2 separate regions of the Mus musculus genome follow, and region 1 is linked to region 2. Evidence: chromatin contacts called from public HiChIP or PLAC-seq data. All regions are on one chromosome and are shown on one strand. The core of a region is the stretch at or near the end of the contact, and the rest is flanking DNA. Distances in the headings are between cores, read along the strand shown. Region 1 has its middle 37 kb from the start of Mrps18a. Region 2 holds the start of Rsph9 (radial spoke head 9 homolog (Chlamydomonas)).

Region 1 (6,558 bases), core at 1,979-4,478, 70 kb after region 2:
TCAGGAGACAGTTCCAGGCTTCAGATCGGCACTGGAAACTGTGGGCCTGTTGGTGGAAGCGGGACCTCTTATGAAGGTGAACAAGGAGACCTTAGTGCTAGGAGGGAAGGGGTGGGGTGTGGATGTGGAGTACAACCCTGAGGACCCAGGAAGGCAACCACCTTCATTTTATGACTTTCTGTCTTTGGTGTCCCTTTGGGGATGTTGCCTCCTTGTCTCATGGCCTGAAAAAACCATATGCCCTTTTCTCCCATACCAGAGTTGGAGGGGGGTCCATCCCTACAGACCCACTCTACCACTGGGGGTTCCATCTCACACTCATGGAGTAGCAAAGGGATCTGATCTCTGGGTGGGGTGGTCAGCCTCGGCTTAGACTTTGACTGTTGTAGCCTGGGACAGAGAGGCTTTGGAGCAGAGCCGAGTTAAGTCCGCCTTGTTCCCAAGTGTGTCCCCGTGTCCCAGTCTACCCTCTGATGTAGCTCAATATTTCCCCAATATGTTCTTTCTTGTTTGCTTGCGGAGCTACAGTTGGTGTCTGTTAATTACAGACAAAAGGAGCCAGCGAAGGAAAGAAACAACCGACCAGGACTTCAGATAGAAGGGGCACTGTGGAGGAGGCATGGAGGAGTGACAGGGACTGGGAGAGGGACCTTTGAAAAGGAACCAAGGCAGTATATCCTGAAGGAAGGGGTGGCCAGCGATGTCGATTTGTATTTTAAAAATGTCCAACATGTCTATATAAACCCAGGAACTGAAACCAGGGAGACAGAGCCGTTAGCAATGATTTACACTGGGGCTTTGGGGGCGGCTTTGAAAGATCTTAGTTTCAAAGAACAGGGACTCAACTCATATGTGGTGGAGACAACAATAGGGGCCAGTGTGTGTGTGTGTGTGTGTGTGTGTGTGTGTGTGTGTGTGTGTGTATGTATTTATTGGTTTCTGCCACTGAGAAGTTCAGGGGTGGGTCTGTCTTTGGCACAGCCTGGACAATATGTCGTCAGGACTTTGGCCTCTGTTGTCCTGTGTGGACTTCCTTCTTTGGCATAATGTCCCCCAGGCAAAGCTCCTAACAGTTACACACACACACACACACACACACACACACACACACACACCTATTCAGCAGCTTTAGAATGGAAAGCTAGTCTTTGTTCCCAGTGGCTTCAGGAAAATCCTGGGACTGCCTTTGATTGGCCAGGGTTGGTCATATGTCCTTTCTGAGCCAGTCACTGTGGTCAAAATGTGCTGGCACTTGAATGGCCAGGTGTAAATCCTATGTCGTGTTATCCCCCTCCCACTCCACCCCCCCACCCCCCAAGGCAGAGTCAGCTCCAGCTAAGCTGCTTTTATTGAGGAGGGCGAGTCCCAGGCACAAAAATGAAATCTGTAGGTTTCCAAGAAAGAGTTCAATGACAATCACATGTAGATGACAGGGCCATTTCTGAAGGGCATGGGCAAGGCCTACTGAGTCACCCTTTCCCAAAGCGGTGAGCATGGGGCAGATAAGACTGTACTTTGAATACTAGAGGTGCCCTTGGGACAAGCTAGTGGGAAATTGGCATAGTTGGTGGTGGCTTAGTAGTTTCCAAGCCGAGACTTGCCATTTGCTTTATTACTTAATTTTTGAAAAAAAAAAAAAAAGTATGTGCCTCAGTTTCCCTCCTGAGAACTGGGCTGATATAGGGATGGTGTTTATTTCTTAGGGATCATCTACCATAAGGGGTTGGCTCCCTTCCTGGGAAAGTCGAGGAAGGTTTGCTATTAGTGTGGTGGCCTTGATCTTCCAGGGTTGACTGCCCTTGAGTCCTGTGTAGTTACATCCCCAGGACTGGCCCCAGAACTCAGTAACATGTTGCCTATAGGCAATATTCTGCCTATAGGGATGGAAGGAAGAAGGGAGACCCTGTTAGTGGGGTGTGGTCATGGGGGAATCCTGACGGGGCTGGGTCAAAGCTAATGCGGAGCATGACAGAAAGGCAGATAGATGGTGGAGAGGGGACAGGAGGGCCTGGCCTTCTCGCCAGATGGCTGATTTGCCTAGAGCCAGCAGGGGTCACTGCAGATCTAAGTAACTTTAGCAAGGTAGTGGGCCTCTTGCATCATTACCTGTCTGCATAGCCAGGGTGCAGGACCAGTTCTGGACAGGTGCTTGAGGTTTGCCTCATGTAGTTGAAAGTGACTATCTTGGTCATCTGGCCCTGATGTCCTTGTAGGCCTCCACAGCTGCCTGAGCTCATGGCCTACTGAGCCCAGCTTCCAGCAGGACCTGGAAAGTCTCTAGGGATGCCTTCTATAGAAGCCACCTGGGCCCAAGGCATCTCTCTTCTTGTTCTGGCTCAGCAGGTTGGTAACCAAGGATAGGAAACGTGTAAACCTCATTTTATCAAGGTCCCCTGAGTTTATCTGCACCTGTGTTGCCACAAATGCTTAGCGAAACACCAGTTTACAGTCCTATCTGGGTTAGAGGGCATGTGGGTCCTAGGGAGGTTCATGTCTCAACTGCACCCCTCCCCCACTTACTATAAAGTAGAGTGAAACATGTTTCCTCTAAGATAATGCAAAGAACAAGTGCACAGAGAATGATGTAATTGTATTCTAATAAAAATTATTATTTAAAAAAGTGCACAGAAGAAAATTTCCTTCCCTAAGCTTGACAGAGGGGCTCAGTTCTTCTGGAAGAGTTCCAACAGAAAAGGCCCCCTTAGGACAGGTGGGATGGCTCAGAGGGCAAAGGTGCTTCATGCCAGGTCTGACCAACTGAAGTGCAAGACCCAGAACACACATGATGGGAGAACTGACCAGATTAAAACTAATGTGTGTAATAAAATAAGAAAAGCTCATTTAGAAGTCCTCTCATCTAACGCCCCGTCTCTGCTTTCATTAAAAAAGAAAGGTTGGTAGGGGTTTGAGGAAACTAACTCGCACTGAGGGTGGGGACATCTGGACCGTCGTGGTAGAAGGAAGGAAGCAGGCTCCCAAATGTGAGCTCCTGAGGTTCCATAGCAAGCAAGGCACTGGGAGAGCTCCCAGCCCCTGGCTCCCAGCCAGGAGTCTTCACCCCACCCCACCCTACCCCACCTCCCTCCCCCAAACACACACTCTCTACCCGTCCATCCTCCGGGTCTGGATGCCAAAAGTCTGGAATAGAGCCTGTGCCCTATACACACAAGGCTGCGGTTTCCTCTGTGTGACCCGCAGGCTACCCGGAGGGTGTGGGTGTCGAGCGCGCGCACCAAGGTTGTGTAACAAGCTCCCGGCTTGTGTGCACGCGCTGTGTAACCTGATGCAACAGGGAAGTTTGCGGTCCCGTGAGCTGGGGTGTGGGCGCTTGGCTGGTGGCCAAACCACAAGGACTATTTGACTTACGGCTGTGGAGGAGGCTGCGTTTGGGGGTCGTGGGGCTGTCTACGTCAGGGCTTGTCTGGCTTGCATTGCCCACATCCTGGTCCTTGTGGGCACAGGACTGGGAATGGGGCTGCCTGGTCAGGTGGTGTTGGGGAGAGACTAGTAGACAAGGAATGGTCCCATGTTAGCATGCTGTTGTGACGGGTGGAGAACCGGCTGACTTCCGCCCTGCCCTCGGTGTTTTCCAAGAGCTAACTCTCCTGCCAGTTCCACCTATCTGTCCTGCAGACCTGCACCTCTTACCTCAGATTCAAGTCTTTCTTCTATGCAGCAGTATCTGTCTTTCCTTCCTCTAGCCACTGGAGACCTACATCCCTGTCTCTGTGGACTAGGCTTTCCCCGCACACCTATGTGTGAAGCAGAATGAGGGGAAAGGTTAAAGGGCAAACGCTAATGTTGCCCGTCCAGTTTCTCTAACCCTGTCAGCTCACTACCATTTTGAGCCAAGTGCCTAAGAATGATGTAGGTTCTTCTTGCCTCCCTGGACCCATCTGGAAGGGGGAGTCTTTGCCCTCCCTCCATGGGGCTGACAAAAGGGTCGCTCAGGGACATGGAACTAAAGGGTCCAGGAAGGGATTTGAATGGGAGTTGCCCTTGCTTTTTTTGTCCCCTACCTATACCATCTCACAGATGCCACAGGCACTTCGGAGAGCAAGGGCCCTGGAAGACATGACTAAGAAAGGCATGGCACTGTCTTGCCCGCCCTGGTGAGGGGTGGGTCCACGGCCACGAGTGTATCTTTGATGAAGAGAGATGGGGTTTACGTTTTTATATTCTATTTATTTTTTATTTATTTGCCGCGCGCGCGTGTGTGTGTGTGTGTGTGTGTGTGTGTATGATGCGTGTGGTGCATACATCCCACAGCATGAAACTCAGAGGACCTCCTGCCTCCATCTCTCAACTTCTGAGATTACATACGTTGTGGTCCACCATGCCTGGTTTATATGTTGGCGATCGAACCCAGGGCTTTCTGACTGCCAGGGAAGAGCTCAACCCACTGAGCTCCATCCTCAGACCATGGTCTGGTTCTGTTTGTTTGTTTTTGTTTTTACCTTTACCCACCTATGCTATCCCTTAGAGAGATACTTTCCTTGTGGGCGGCCAGTGGGTACCAGAGAAGCAGGGCTAGATAAAGTGGGGAGGGAATCTGTGTCCAACCCCTCTTTTTTCTCTGGCTGAGTGGCACCTGGCACTGTGACGCTCCTCTCCGTGCTCCCAGGATGACTTGGGTCTCCACCACTCTATTCTGCACTGTCTGTGTGTTGACGACCTGTCTAGGTGCTGACGTAGAACAACCAGAACACCTGAGATGGCACTCTCGGTGTGTCAACCCTCACATACACACAGCCAGGCAGACAAGAAAGCTGTCAGAGCAAACAGAAGCCCAGAGAGGGTAGGTACTGAGCTCAAATGTAAATGGCAGACGTAGTCTAGCCACATCTATCTTAGCATCCTCAAATATGAGCCTGAGGGTCTGGGTCATAAAAACAGAGATCTACTTATGTCCTCATGTGCTCCACATCTGTCTCCCAGATGGCTCAGAACACTGCTGGATGGATGGGATGATGCCGTGTAGATGTCATGGGTAGGGACTTCATCTTATTCACATCCCCCAAGCCCCCACTGATGCTTTAGAGGCTTTAGAGAAATGTTTCTGGAAAGGAGGCGCCTTTCGGGAGCCACTGAGATGGCTCAGTGGGTGAAGGGGGCTTGCCACCCAGCCTGACGACCTGGGTTCAGTTCCTGGAACCCACACAGTAGAGGAGAGAACTGATTCCTGCAAATTAACCTCTGATCTCCATCCATGTGCTGTGACACGAATGCTTTCATACATGTGCACACATATATACAATAAATCAAGATGAAAAGAGTATTAAGAAAAAAAAAAAGGAATGATCCATTGGGTGGAGATGTCCCCAGGGCTTGGTTTGGGATTGTTCATTATCTGCTCCACAAGACCTGGCTCAGTCACAGTGTACGTAGGCTCTGGGAACCAGTGCCAGGCCTTCAGCCAGGGGAGACGGGGAAGAATTCTCTACAGTCTGGGTTGCTGCCTCTGTGTAGACTGTGGGCACAAGGTAGTTACCTGGGAGGAAAGGATGAGAGAAAGATTGGAAACTAAGTAGCTCCTGGAGGTGAATAATTTCTTTGTATCCAAATGCAGGCAACAGAAACCAGAAACAGAGCGCCTGTGTGTGGCCTAGAGGAGTGCTCAGTGCGTCTTTAGTGAGTCATCACAGGAGGGACTCAAGGAGCTGAAGTTCCTTGAAGGAAGGCCCAGGCCATAATTTCTGTTGTCATTTTAGCCCTTAGCAATGGTCCAGAGCAGGATCTGATATGTTTGATAACTGACTCTCTGACAGAGCAAACAAATTAGCACTAAGGTGCATGATAGTGGACAGAAAGAGTAGTCATAGAAAATAGCCCGAAGCTCTGGCAGACCAGACCAGTGAGGCAGAGTTCAAGGCTGGACCCAGGAGCAGATGTCAGAGAAGTAAGACAAGCGCCTGGCTAAGACGCGGAGCTGGACTCCCACAATGCTTTGTAGAGGATCTTTTGGGACACCTGTGTTTATGGGTCACTTATATGTTCGAGTCTTTTCTGAGCTTTGTTTTTTGTTTTTTGTTTTTTAGGTTTTGTTTTTGTTTTTGTTTTTTGAGACACGGTTTCTCTAGGTAGCCTTGGCTGTCCTGGAACTCACTCTGTATACCAAGCTGGCCTTGGACTCAGAGATCCACCTGCTTCTGCCTCCTGAGTGCCAAGGTAAAGGCGTGCATCACCACTACCAGGCCTCTTCTGAGCTCTTTACCCAGATCGTGTCTTTATCTTTCCAGAAACACACAAAACATCTGTACCGTTCCCCCAGTGTTAAAGAAGACAGCCCAAAGCCAGGCGTGATGATGCACGCCTTTAATCCCAGCACTTGGGAGGCAGAGGCAGGCGAATTTCTGAGTTCGAGGCCAGCCTGGTCTACAGGGTCTACAGAGTGAGTTCCAGGACAGCCAGGGCTACACAGAGAAACCCTGTCTCGAAAACAAAAACAAAAACAAAAACAAAAACAAAAACAAAAACAAAAACAAAAACCAAACCAAACCAAACCAAAACAAAACAAAACAAAACAAAACAAAAGGCAGTCCAAGACACAGGTTGTGT
Region 2 (6,319 bases), core at 719-3,218:
CCCTCCCACCCCCACCCCCACCTCCCACCCCCGCTTCCTGTACCTATACACTGTGTTTAAGGCTTACAAACAAGGCTGGGGTGGGTAGTACATGCTTTTTATCTAGCATTTGGGAGCCAGAGAGTGACTGATCTCTGTAAGTTCAAGGCCAGCTTAGTCAACAGAGTAAGTTCCAGGACAGCCAAGGCTATGTAGAGACCCTGCCTCAAAAAAGCACTTATACATATTATTTAATGCTAACTTATATGTATAGGTTACTACCCCATTATAAAGGTAAGGTTTGGCAAGGCTAGTTTGCTTAAGTTAGAGGTTCTTGTGAGTCACAACCCCGTTGGGGGTCAAACAACCCTTCCACAGGGGTCACCTAAGACTTGTAAAACACATTTATATTATGATTCATAATTAGCAAAGTTATAGTTATGAGGTAGCAATGAAATAATGTTATGGTTTGGGGGGGGGGGTCACCATAACAGGAGGAACCGTATTAAAGGGCTGTAGCACTAGGAAAGTTAGAAACCACTGGCTTCAATGGCAAAGCATGACTTGAAAGCTGTTCACTGCCTGCAGAAACTGCTCTTCCCTGTGTTCTAACGTTAGTGCGGTTTTTCTCTGGAATAGCCAGGATTTGCTCTGTCCCTAGTGGATGTGCTACCAAGCTCTGAGAAGGCCTTCTTCAGATTCTGGCTCCTGATGTGAACTCATTTCTGATGGGTAAATCCAGTATAGGGGAACGCAAGATGCTTGGGCTGTGTTCTGTGTGACCTCCCCTGAAGTGTATCCTGTCAGCCAAACTGTTGGTTGTTTTTGTGTCTGATATCGCTTTACAGAAGAATTAAGCCATATTACCAAAGCAGGGCATGATGGTGGAGGGCAGGACCTGATGTGTGTGTGTGGGGGGGGGGGGGGGCGGCATAAGTTTCTTTGAAATGACCGGCCAGGTCAGCTCTCTAATGCCCATTTAAAAAGCCTCGATGAACAATGCCCAGGCAATCAAAACATCAAAACAAAGTAATTATCTGAGCAAATTAGACACTTATTTCTCTCTGGGCTTGGCTTGGAGGCCCAGGGCATGTTGACTTCATGAGTCTTCCACAAAGGAATCCAGAAATAAGATCAGTCATTGACAAGGCCTGAAACAAGCCTTCAGAGGACCCCGGTGATTTTGACTTTGGAGACTCCAGAACAGCAGCGGATGTGATGTAGCAGTGGTTAGACTCGCCTGAGTTAGGCTAGCCTAGGGAATACAGAGCTGATCCTCTGTGGCTACTATTTGGGTCTGAACAGCTGTGGAGCCCAAAGTTATGTAGCTGACACACATGTAGTCTGTAAGTGGCTTTTTTTTTTTTTTTTTTTTTTTTTAAAGAGACTATGAAGCTCTACACACTTCAGTCGTGTGGCTAGCTGCGACCTTGTTATGTAGACCAGGTTGGCCCTGAACTCAAAAGAGTTCTTCCTCCTGAGGGCTGGCATTAAAGGTGTGGGCCACCACCCCTGGGAAACTGTCACCCTTTACATTCTTTTCCAAGGATTTCCCCGATTTGTCAGACTAGTCCTGGGAGTAAACAAAGAGCTCTCACGTGAAAACTGGAGGGGTCAGATTGGATAGAACCTATTTGGTGAAACCTGGCTTTGGGTGGGTTTAGGTGTCAGAAACTGCTTTTAGAGCCAAGGTATCAGATTCTTCATAAAATTCTCAGGCCAAGAAGTGATATTCCCAGGTTGAAATAATACAGCTAGTGGCCTTGTGGCTTTGTATTGGGTTTCTTCCCAAGTCCGTATGGGCAAAAATGGAGTACGTAATGTGGAGTGCACATATAGGGAAGCCGCGCTGGGATAACAGAATACATGAGTCTACACTGTACTGTGAAAGTCCGTGGCCCCCGGAAAGGGCGGGTTTGGCGAGATGGGCGGTCCGGTGGGTGGTATTTTGTTTCCTGCTAGCTTAAGGGGTGGGGCTCAGGGTCTCCATGGAGACAGCTTCTACCCGCCAGACTAGCTTGGAGGAGAACGGCTGGCCTGATGGACGCCGACAGCCTCTTGTTGTCTCTGGAGTTGGCGTCTGGCAGTGGGCAGGGACTCAGCCCTGACCGTCGGGCCTCACTGCTCACGTCCCTTATGCTGGTGAAGCGCGATTACCGCTTCGCGAGGGTCCTTTTCTGGGGCCGCATCCTTGGCCTTGTGGCGGATTACTACATCGCACAGGGCTTGAGTGAGGACCAGCTCGCACCACGCAAGACGCTCTACAGGTGAGGCGACTCTGGCAGATAAGGCTGCAGGAGGATCCCGAAGGGTGTTGGGTGCAACTCCAGCTGGGGAAGGTGGGTGCGCCCAGGACCTACGCAGGAAGCACCTGTGGGTGGGGCTTGAGGAGGGAAATGAGGAGCTTGAGGACTGAGATGTCACGGAACTGTGAGGGTCCTGTGGATCCTGACAGGGTGGGAAAGTGGCCTGGGCAGGGTCCAAGGAGGCAGCATTGTCAGCCTGGATTTGCATGGGAAACTGGTCTAGATGGATTCGTTAGAGACAGAAGGCTAAATAAACTGAGCGGGCACAGAATGTAGAAGTCCCGGAGATGGCAACTGGTGTAGAATTCAGGTTCTAGCTGTGGACTGGATTTGGCTTGGAGAAGTCAGACGCTCTGAGATTTGTACTGAAGCTGTTTAGAAACGTCTCTGGGGAGTGTAGGCTCTGCAGTGGGAGGTGCTCTTTCCTGGAAGTGCAAGACTTGTAAAATGGGGAAAGAGCTGGGGGCAATTCTGCAGTGTAAGCCTCCCAACCTCTTTCGGGGTTCCCTAGGATGCTAGGGGAGCCTATCATGCTATTAAAGCATCCAAGCAGGAGGTATCCGGGGACTTCATTTATCTACCCATGCATCAAACCAGTATTGAAGGAGGATCAGGGGTTCAAGGTCAGTCTCAAATACACAGGGGGTTTGAAGCCCCTCTGGGAATTTGGGGGCTGGAGACATGGCTTAAACCTTAAGAGCACTGGGTACTCTTCTGAACCACTGGGATTCAATCCGTAGCTGGGATTCAATCCGTAGCACGTACACGGAGTTCAGAACTATCTATAACTCCAGTTCTAGGGAACTTCTTAGGACACTGTACACAGCAGGTGCATGTACATACATATAGACAAAATACTCATACACATAAAAATATGTAAAGACCCTGTCTCAAAAAAAATTGCTAAAACTAAGGTATCCTAAAGCGATGCCAAGAGTCCCGGGCTTTTGGAGAAGAGCTAAGCTCGATCAGAGAGCAGCTGCTCCGGGTTCTGAAAGGTGGGCACTTCCCCACAGCTGCGAGCTGGAGAGACCCTCCTGCACTCTGACTGAAGGCTTTCCATGTTTAGGGAAGAGACCGGAAGTAAACTGGACAGAGGCAGCAACCGTCGATCGGGAGAAGTCAAGAGTTTGAGCTTTGTCCGTAGGCCACCAGGGAACACCTACGGGGTCATATCTGAGTGGGCAGATGATCTGAAGTATGGTGGGATGGGCACTTAGAGGTCTTTGTAGTGTCCAGAGGCAAGCGTCTGGAAGGGGGAACTGGCTGAGGGAATGGAGGGGGGGGGGATTTAGGAGAGAGACTGACAGGCTAGACGGAGGTGGCGGAGAGTTCGAGGCTGGTCCAAGCCAAAGGGTCAGCTAAGTGTTGTCACCACTTACTATTGAGAATCTCAGGGCAGCAGGAACCGGCTCAGGCCGGTAATCACAGCACTTGAGATGCTGAGACAGAAGGATTTCAAGGTCAACCTTGGCTACAGTGAGAGACCCTATATCAAATAACAAAACCACTCACAGGCAAAGAGACAAACCTGACCTAACAATAGGCAGAGTAACTGGTATGGAGTGCCTGGGGGCAAAGTATAACCAGGCATATAAAGTACAGTTTGGGAATCCACATTTGGGCTCAAGATAAGGAGACTCGTTTGTGTAAGCATTTGTTGAGTTTCTCTCTCTTCCATCCTGGGCAGAGCTTAAGCATAGGACCTCAAAGCCCACCCCCACAGCGATGCACTTCCTCCAACACGTCCTAAATAGTAGGACTTCCCACGGGTCAAGCATACTCAAGCCACTAGAGGTGTTCTGCCTGCATGTATGCCTGTACACCATGTGTGGACCTGGTGTTTACAGAGGCCAGAAGAGGGCATCGGATCTTCTGCAACTGAAGTTGCAGACAGCTGTGAGCCACCATTTGGGGGCTAGGGAACCAAACCTGGGTCCCCTGGGAGAACAGCAAGTGCTTCTAACTGCTATTTCTCCAGCTCCCCAAAATAGAATAGTTGAAGGAGAGTAGGAAATACACCAAACGGACTGCGTATCAAGTGTTCGGGTGGGCTGTCCTATGGACACCTTGGAGGATCCTGGGGTGAAGGTGTTTTCCTGTAAAAAGGGTGGTGGGAACAGGGCACAAAGGGGGACTGGAGTCCAGCATGTTTGTCTGTTGTTGGCAGCCTGAACTGCACAGAGTGGAGTCTCTTGCCCCCTGCCACAGAGGAGATGGCCATGCAGATATCTGTGGTGAGTGGCCGTTTCATGGGCGACCCTTCACACGAGTATGAACACACAGAGTTGCAGAAGGTTAACGAAGGAGAGAAGGTCTTTGATGAAGAAGTGGTGGTACGTGCAGGGCTGGGGGGAGGTAAGTGCAGGGCTGTGTGTGTATGTGTGTGTGACTGCAGGATTATGTGTGTGTGTGTTTGTGTGTAAGTGCAGGGCTGTGTGTGTGTGTGTAAGTGTAAGTTCAGGGTTCTGTGTGTGTGTGTAAGTGCAGGGCTGTGGGGTGGGGGTGGGGGTAAGTGCAGAGGTGGGGTATGTGCTGTCGGAGGAGTGTGCTGGAAGGGTCTGAACAAATGTCAGTCATGGCTGAGGGTCAATGGGAGAATGTGTGAGGATGGTAGACAAAACCCTAGCGTCCCCCCAGCCCCACAAGCCAACCCCAAATCAAAGCAAGAACAGAGAGTGTCCCAGGGCTAGAGAGATGCTCAGTGATTGAGAGCGCTGGTTCACTGTTCCAGGGCTGGAGAGATGCTCGGTGGTTGAGAGCGCTGACTGCTTTTTCAGAGGATCTGGGTTCCATTCCCAGCACCCATATGGAAACTTACAACTGTCTGTAATTCTAGTTCCAAGGGATCAGTGTCCTTTGACCTCTGTGGGCACCAGGCATGAAAGCAGTACACAGACATACATGCAAGCCAAACACTCATGCACATACAAACTGCATGGTCCTAGCCTGGAAGAAACAAGAGCAAGTCTTACTACGATGATCTAGTGTCATGGCCATCACCATTGCCCAGGTGTGCACTGATTCCCCGGGGAGCTAGGGGCTTTGCCGCTGCACCTGTAGCAGTCCTGACAGCCTTGCATGACTTACCGTCCAGGCGGTGAAGAGGACACTGGAGCTAGTGGCTAAGACCACCTGAGGGACAGGCAAAGAGAGCGGATGGGCAGCTCTTGTAAAACCTGACTTCCCATGGGGCTGGAAAGAAGGGTCTGTCCCATATCCTGTGGACTGGGAGTGTGTATACATGTGGATACTCTTATTGTTATCATCATCATCATTATTATTAATTGTTATTTGGGTATTTTTTTTTGAGACAGGGTTTCTCAGTTTAGCCCTGATTGTCTTGGAACTCACTCTGTAGACCAGGCTGGCCTCGAACTCAGAAATCCACCTGCTTCTCCCTGCCAAGTGCTGGAATTAGTCTTAGCCACTAGCTCCAGTGTCCTCTTCACCACCTGGACGGTAAGTCATGCAAGGCTGTCAGGACTGCTACAGGTGCAGCGGCAAAGCCCCTAGCCACTGCCTGGCTTTTATTATTAATTGTTGTTGTTATTATTCTTATTTAACAGTGCTGGGAATCAAGACTAGGTCTTCTGCCATTGAAATACATTTATTTTTTTTTGTGTGTGTGGTATTGGGCTCTCCCATGGAGGTCAGAGGGCAACTTGTGGGAGTCAGTTTCTCCTCCTCATATAAGTTCTAAAGCTTGGTCCTCAGGCCATTAGTCTTGGTGGCAAGTACCATGTCCCACAGAGCCATCTGGCCAGCCCTTTTGGGCTAATCTTAATTTTACTAGATAATACACCACATGGTTCCTGAGTCATAGGCACTAAAAGAAATGCAATAAAATTTCCTTTCTTCCTCTTTTCTAGGGGGCATTATGTAACTGCTTAGCATGTGTGTGTCCAGCTGGGCGGTGGTGGCCAACGCCTTTAATCCCAGCACTTGGGAGGCAGAGGCAGGCAGATTTCTGAGTTCGAGGCCAGCCTGGTCTACATAGTGAGTTCCAGGACAGTCAAGGCTATACAGAGAAA

Evidence for each region. HiChIP or PLAC-seq counts read pairs in DNA pulled down with a chosen protein or histone mark.
Region 1: a contact with region 2 is called in an H3K27ac HiChIP or PLAC-seq map of embryonic stem cells, with 6 read pairs. The contact joins the enhancer-like site here to the promoter of Rsph9 in region 2. A contact is called at or near these places in 1 of 39 promoter capture datasets (liver), 1 of 15 datasets of contacts at CTCF or cohesin (large pre-B cells), 12 of 484 Hi-C or Micro-C datasets (the N1E-115 cell line, embryonic stem cells, large pre-B cells and 3 more), 7 of 115 datasets of contacts at active chromatin or transcription factors (double positive thymocytes, effector CD8 T cells, embryonic fibroblasts and 4 more) and 3 of 9 other capture datasets (adipose tissue, embryonic stem cells and liver).

The regions. Positions count from the first base shown.
Region 1 is chr17:46,070,806-46,077,363 of GRCm38.p6, reverse strand. No RefSeq gene overlaps it. Among named protein-coding and RNA genes, the nearest start is that of Mrps18a, 37 kb to the left of the region's middle. Within about 2 kb of position 3,228, at least 230 of the 459 cell types and tissues checked have an H3K27ac peak or open chromatin away from gene starts, as enhancers often do. A contact at or near this core is called in the N1E-115 cell line, adipose tissue, effector CD8 T cells and 7 more, where this site is marked.
Region 2 is chr17:46,139,849-46,146,167 of GRCm38.p6, reverse strand. Rsph9 (radial spoke head 9 homolog (Chlamydomonas)) reads left to right here and starts at 1,968. Exons shown (of 5, transcript NM_029338.4): 1 at 1,968-2,246; 2 at 4,456-4,621. The coding sequence starts at 2,020.